Linked DNA regions of Mus musculus: region 2 is linked to region 1. A link is a contact called in public HiChIP or PLAC-seq data. All regions are on one chromosome and are shown on one strand. The core of a region is the stretch at or near the end of the contact, and the rest is flanking DNA. Distances in the headings are between cores, read along the strand shown. Region 1 holds the start of Cytip (cytohesin 1 interacting protein). Region 2 holds the start of Baz2b (bromodomain adjacent to zinc finger domain, 2B).

Region 1 (3,641 bases), core at 510-3,009:
TCTAAAAACCTACACAGTCACACACTGCTGTAAGTCAACAATTTGGTGTCTGAAAGCTTCGTTGTCATTGAAGATGAGTCATTTTATCACAGATGACACTACTGATCGGGATATTATTCAAAGTGTGTAGTAAGTGGCACGATGCAGGCCTCAAGAATCAGAAGAGAGACCCGAACCATCATGGTTGGCCAGTTCGTAAATACATTCATGGGTGTGGCCTGACTGATGTGTATGGGCAGGGAGCAGATGTGCCTTTGTTTTTTTTTAATACTAGTGGAATATAAATGTAAATGTAGTTATTGAAAGAGTCAGCATGTTAGGTGCATTTTATGGCATATAGTGAAACATGCTTCCAGTCAATCATTAATGTCTGCAATCTACAGACTAATACCTCATAACACTGAATTTGTACAGTTACTGTTTTCATCTATAGAACTTGGCTTGATTCAATGTTTGCAAGTATTAACACATTTACCTGACTGTAAAATTCCTAGAGGAAAAAAAAAATTGTTAAGCTACCAAAGTTACCAGCACTTTCTTTTGAATTACACATATCTGCCCCCTAGAAGGATGTGTGCTTGTAATCTCCAACTTAGATTTTATATGTTTTAAGGGACATCGTCTTCTTTCTATTCTTATTCAGTTCCAACAGTAAGGAGTCATGCTGTGTTAGAGCGTTACCGTTCTCCGATCCGGCTTCCTCTTTTCATTAATTCTGACGACTTTATGACTCACACTTGGCCAGTTCTGCTTGGGTTGAACCCACTTCGAGTTCTAGTGCACGCATTCCATTCTAGCTCGGAGCTTTTCTAACTCTTGTAAACTCTAGTAGTGACCTTCCAAACGACTTTTACGTGCGTGTTTGACTTCTGTGCTATTTAAAACTTCTCCTTTTTATTTTTGCTTTGATTCTGCCTTTTACGTACTTTCCTGCTTCTGGGTGAAACCCGTTATCTTCAACTACTTGAAAAATACAAAATTTAAAAAATAAAAAAAGCAACTGTTTTCAAGTCCCTCCCCCCACCGTGATGGCACACTGCCACAGGAACCATCCTGTGTTATCTCAGCTTGACTACCCCCTTCTTTCCCACTGCTTTCTTCCCCCCTAAAGTTGTAGGTATGAGTAGCCCCAGATACGAACAATGTTCTGCACTAAATACGCTGCCTTTCCTTCCCCTCCCCGTTATGTTCTTATAAAGCTGATGGGTAATTGCGGTAAGAATAAAGCGGCATAAAGGCAATTAGGTGAATGTCAAACGGCTACAGCTCTAGGGACAGAATGCATTTTTGATGAACTTTAATGAGGTAGAGGGAGGAACACCACAAGGACTTTACCAGAGAACAACCTGGCCAGCACCTGTGACATTTACAGCCAAAAGAGTGAGTGAGGGCACAGTCTGTTAAGTGCACGGGGGTGCTAATATTAAATGAGCAAACGGGTAGGAAGCAAATGAGCGAACTTGAACAAAGTTGTTTTCTTTTCTTTTCTTTCTCTGGAAAATTCTGTTTTGAGTACCCGTAGCCATAGAGTATCAAACTCTATGTTCCGGCTGTTTGAGGGAGGAAAAGTACACTGATTTTTTTCTTTTTCTTTTTTTTTTTTTTTAATTGTAGAAAAGGAACGCAAGGTTCTCTCAGGAGCACTGGAGAGTAGGAGTGACCTCCTCTATAGGCTTTGTGCAACAGTGTCTCAAACCACAGCAGTCACATGGGTTCTGTTGGCTTTGCTACTTTTTCGACTGCGTGTCAGAGGGCTGTGCATTTCGCTTCCTCCCTCCTGCAAGGCCAGGGAACCATGTGTTGGCGGGATTAATCTTTGCCCACAATGTCTCTGCAAAGGTTTCTGCAGCGGCAGGGCAGCAATGGCAATTTGGAGTACTGTGCTGACTCTGCCTACGGCTCCTACTCCGTCCTCACGGGCCAGCTCACGATGGAAGACAACCGAAGGATTCAAGTGCTGGCAGACACTGTAGCTACTTTGCCCCGGGGACGAAAGCAGGTAAGGTTGCTGCGCTGTCTAGAGTGTTCACGTTTGCCTGACCTCTGCTGAAAGTGGTACCTGCTCCTGCGTGTCTCTGTTAACTTTGACTACCAGCCTTATTCCCCGCGCTTAGGAGTCATTTCGGTTCTTATTCAAAGGAGAGTTCTTTTCCCTGAGGAGAACCTCTGTCTACTACCCAATTAACTTAGGAGTTAATGACTGAGAGTACATGTGAGGGGGGAGGTGACATGTCTACCAGAGATAGTATCACAGTTGAAGGATAGAAAAACAGTCACTTTTTTTTTTTTTTAAAGTAAGACTCAAATATTTATCTTCATTTAAAGATGTGCTCAGGTAAAATGAAAGTTGTTGAGAACAATGAACATGAAGGTCGTTTACAGGTACACAACCCACACGATCAACACTCCTCCGTTTGTGTGTCTGTTCATTGTCTCCCTCTGGGCTTACCTCCAGGCCCCGTCAGTTCACAATCGAGAGAAGACTTCTCCTTGAACACTACCTCTGTCAGCCAAGTGAATTCTTCAGTCCTGGAGCAATGATAGAACCTTGGGCTATTGGGAAGTAGGACTATTTCGGGGAGGTGAATGGGCTGCTTGGTAGCTGTGGCATACAGAGCAAGTTGGTAGCTGCCCCCCTCACATTATGTCTTTCTGAAAAGGAAGCTATCAAACTAAACTCCATTCACTTGATTAGGTAACAGCAGAAACAACTTCCTTGAACCCTCTGCCCTTTAAGTAAGGAAATGTACAGGGCACTCAGCACTCAATAAAGGCTGTTCGAAAATTTTTATGAAATGTCTTTAGAGATGAAAACTCAACTGGAAAAGTATGTGTCTAGTGAATTTGTTCTGAATCTTTGGTCTTCCATTTGTAATACATAAGAATGAACTATATACCACTTTATGTATTTTGATCATATACTTTTCTATAAGGTCCAAGGTGTGTATTTGAATTTATATAAACAGTCATGCACAAGATGTTTAGAACTGACTTAAAACACAGCTTTGTGGCTTACTACATTGTGCATATTGTGTTCTCCTCTGAGCTCATCTAACTTCAGCATTACAAAGTTGAAGCGTAGGGGAGAGTCAGGACCTGATGTGGTGAGTGGATTCCTTGGCATTTTCCACAGTGATGAAGCTCATTTGCTAGTAGTTGATTGTCATTCTCAATCCAACGTGTTTTTATAATACAAAGTTTGGTGAACATCTGTATCGATTTATAAATGGGCAACACAGGAAACGCCAACGGGTTTACTCAGATTCTAAACAGAGAGCAGTCTGTTTCTCTTTCTATTTAATACAAAGCCATTACACCAAATTCTGATCATTTGCTATCCTACTATTTGTTCTCGGCATATATCACTTACCAGGAAAAATACTGTTAATAACTGCACCACGGAGGGAATCTTTCCAGATCTTGTTCTCAGCTCAGGCTTTACACGTTGCCAGTCCCTGCCAGGTAAATCAAACTATATGTCAGCCCTGAGGGCTGGAGAAGGGTTAGCATTAGGGGACAGTTTGAGCAGGTGTATATGTAATATGTCTCCATAAACTGTCTTAGGCTTCCTAAGCATGGGAATCCCTAATGTGGGGACACAGACTCTGGTGTGTCAGGAAAATCCAGTGTGTGCCTGTGAG
Region 2 (3,641 bases), core at 449-2,948, 2.0 Mb before region 1:
TACTAGAGAGACAGTCTGCTGCTAAAAGAGAAATTGTATGTCATTGAAATTAAATGCTTTTCTGGGGATGGAAGATTCCAGGTTTTAATGAAATTACTGAGTGTGGTGTAGTGAAATGATTAAAATCTGTATTCCGGGAATGTGGCAGGGAAAAAAAATCAATAAGTGCTCGCACAGCTCTGCTGCTCAATGTGAATCCTAAGATTGAAATAAACTACTACAAAAATAATAATTAAAAACATATCAGCACATTAATTTATTTAGCATCAGTCTCCCGAGACATCATCTTCACTAATTTTTAGCATACATTACTATGTAATGAGCAGCCGTCTTTTCAGATGCCCCTATTAGACAGCAGCATCGCCGCCCTTCCCCCACGCTCCTGCCTCGCAATCATTGTACTTGCACTTATTATGTTACAAATGACCGAGGTAAGGCTGACATTCTCAGAGCATGCAAAAAGACCTAGTCTGCCAGCTTTTTTTTCCTTCCTAATGAAGCAGCTTTGTGAAATCTCCCCATGTGTTAATACTAATGAAGATCCTCCAGCACAATTAAAATCACAGCCAGTGGCTGAGGAGGAAACATAAAACAATAGCATCTTTTAGGATACATCTAGCCACATATGCACGCATAAAATAATACATGGGCAAATCATTCTCTGAGAACTACATTTTTACTTGGTCTTCATTCTGAAAACTAAATTATCTAATTTGTAATTACACAAACTTCAAGAGTTTATTGTGTTCTTAATAAACACCTTAATATATATATATTTTAAATGACCTTTTTGTCTTCGTGGGTAATAACGTGTACCTAGGTTAAGGGGTTTTTTTTTTTTTTTTAACTCGTTTTTAGGAGACTGCGGGTACACTGTTGGAGGGAACGGGGTGTTCTTTGCCTTTAGTTTAACTTGATTGGTTGAAGGGAATTGGGGAGTGGAAGGTTAAAAATTGAGACAGCCAGCTGACATTCTGGGGCTCTGATGGAGCACAGCACGTTTAGTTGGTAATGGGCTATTAGTCTTTTAAAGTGTTTAGTTCTTACAGTTTAACTAGCTTTTTTTTTTTTCTTAACCGAAACTAGAAAAAAAAATGAGATTACGGCTTACAGATTATACAAATAACTGTAAAAGAACTTAGTGTTTATTCATTTGAATATTATTGATTCACACCATGAACATCACAAGCATTTAAATTCGTCCATGGAAAAGCATTAGTAGTTTACCTTGAGATCGCCTTGCGCCCTGCTTTTTAAAGCCCTAGCATGCACAAATTCTTGGCATATTAATTTAGCGTGTAGACTCCAACACAATTCCTAGTTTACAAACATAAAAGTTGGTGGAGATGGCTTATCTGTGTTCCCTAACAGTCCGTTTAAGTTTTTTTTTTTTTAAATTAAGTATTCAGTTCTGTCCCCCCCTCCCCGCCCCCCGAAAAGCAAAACAAAACATGTAAGTTTCTTAACTTTTTCTTGGGACGAGGAGCGGTGCAAACTCAAAGATACAGTATTCTTGGAATGAAGAAGCAGCCCCCTCCCTTGGCTCCTTTTAGAGCTGATAGGTCATTTATTATTGGAACTGAAATGGTATAAACAATTCTCTCGCTCTTTTTTCCCTTGTTAACAGCAACTTTCATTGTTAGAGAGAGGAGAGAGAGAGAAGCCTTGTTGGTTGACGTCACTTGGTTCATGAAGCCTTCGCCTAGAAGTGAAGCTGCTGAACAAACCTTGAGAAGAATCATCTCCTGCTTCAATCTGCTGCTGGATAGGAACTAATCAGAGAGCGAGCGGCGGAAGACGGGGACGGAGGGAGCCAGGGCTTTCGCGATCACGGATCTCACCTCCACTCCAACTCCCTAGACTTTCTGGCAGGAATTAGAAGAGAAATAAGGAGGCGGTGGGGATTCCGAAAAGCTTAACCCGCACCCGGGAAGGGCGAAAATCCCTTCCCCCGCAACTCAGTTCGAAAGTGAAGGTGAGTTTGAGAGCCGGGGTGCGGGGGTGCGGGCGAGGTGGGTTCCGGGCGGAGAGCGGCGGCTGCGGGCTGGAGCCCTCCCGAGGCGCCCGCCGCTGTTTACCCGCGCCGCCCGGTGTGGCTCTTTGTTGTGCGGCTGCGACGCAGCGGTGGCTCTGGGGTCCCGACTAGAGTCCCGGGCGGAGGGCGCGGGGCGCGGGGCCCTGGTACCGGGCGGGGTGTGTGTGTGGGGGGTGCGGGCTCCGCGGAACGGAAACTTTGCTGGGAGTGCGGGCGCGGGCGGGCGGGCGAGCGAGCGGCCGGGCGGGCCTCGTCCCTCCATTGTGCCCGCCGCCCTCGCCGCCGGCCTCGCGGCGTCCTCCAGCCCGGCCCGCTGCGGCGCCCCGCGGGGCAGCTCCCGAGGCGCCGGGCCCTGGCCGCCCCCGCCTCCGCCCGGGGCCCGCAGCCTCGCTCCCGCCGAACCGCGCCAGGCCGCTGGGGCTCCGGAGCCGGGTGGGGGTGGGGCCGCGGCCCCGGGCGGCGGGTACCGGGCGGCTCGGCTCCGGGAGGGCTCCGGGCGTCCTGGGGCCGCGGCGGCCTGGCGGGCTGGGCTCCGGGTCCTCGGGCTCCGCGTCCTCCCTCCCCCGCGACGCCCCGCTCCCCTCCCCTAAAGTAGTTCCGCGAACCCCAGAATTGGGATCGGGAAAGGCTAGGAAGTGTGCCGGGACTCGGAGCCGGCCCCGCGGGGTGGGGGCTGGCTCCTCTTCCCCTCTCCTCCGTGTTTATCTTTTGTGTGTTGTTTCCTTGTGAAGCGAGAAGCAGCTGCAGTCCGTGGCCGAGTTGTTGAAATTTATCCCTTTGTGTATATTACAATATCCTCCATTTTTCCCCCTGCCCTCTAAACAACAAGCGTTTCGCCATCTTGGGCAATTTTTATTCCCAAGTCTGTCTGTCTCTTTTAATTTTTAAGGAAGGGAAAGGAGCCATAGAAATGAAAAAAAGTGTGCCTGGATAAGGCTCAAAGTTAGGAACGGTTCAGGGGGCCATGTGACGTCATGTAAACTTTTATCAAGAAAATTTCCCCAAAGTGGTTTTTTGTTTTCCTCAAAATTTTCTCGTTTTTCGGAATCGTGTAACTTAGAGGCTAGTGATAAGTTGTGCACTTTATTTTTGTATTTTGCATTCAGAACGGATCGCAAAACCATGTTTGGTAACAAGTGGAAGATTATTTTTTTAAAAAATGATCGAAACTTTTTACTGTGTCACTTAGTATCCACCTAGTTTTGTGCACGAGGGTTTTAAAAAAATTTTTTAAGTGTATTTGTAACAATATAGTTCTTTTCTTGGGAGGTTCCACAGATCTAACAAATTGAGAATAGTTACTATTTATATATCCATCACTTGGGGTGTCTACCTCCCCTTTTACAATTGTGTTCTCCTCTTTCGTGCTATTTACATTTTAAAAGAATTATACAGAATATCAGAATATCAGATTCTTGATACTTTTACATCTTAGTAGTGAATATTAAAGTCAAAGGGTTGGCAAAAAATGTAGTTTAGCATATAAAAGGCAGAATTAGCTTTAATAGATAATTTACAGTCTTTTGATGTAAACTTTATTAACCATCATAAAAATAATGATAAAAACTACAATTTAAATTTGTTTGTCGAAAATAGTTTTTCACCT

What was found. HiChIP or PLAC-seq counts read pairs in DNA pulled down with a chosen protein or histone mark.
Region 2: a contact with region 1 is called in an H3K27ac HiChIP or PLAC-seq map of regulatory T cell precursor, with 10 times the contacts expected there. The contact joins the promoter of Baz2b here to the promoter of Cytip in region 1. A contact is called at or near these places in 1 of 39 promoter capture datasets (pre-B cells), 1 of 484 Hi-C or Micro-C datasets (B cells) and 2 of 115 datasets of contacts at active chromatin or transcription factors (large pre-B cells and regulatory T cell precursor).

The regions. Positions count from the first base shown.
Region 1 is chr2:58,158,240-58,161,880 of GRCm38.p6, reverse strand. Cytip (cytohesin 1 interacting protein) reads left to right here and starts at 1,759. Exons shown (of 8, transcript NM_139200.4): 1 at 1,759-1,999. The coding sequence starts at 1,826.
Region 2 is chr2:60,123,797-60,127,437 of GRCm38.p6, reverse strand. Baz2b (bromodomain adjacent to zinc finger domain, 2B) reads left to right here and starts at 1,698. Exons shown (of 36, transcript NM_001001182.3): 1 at 1,698-1,975.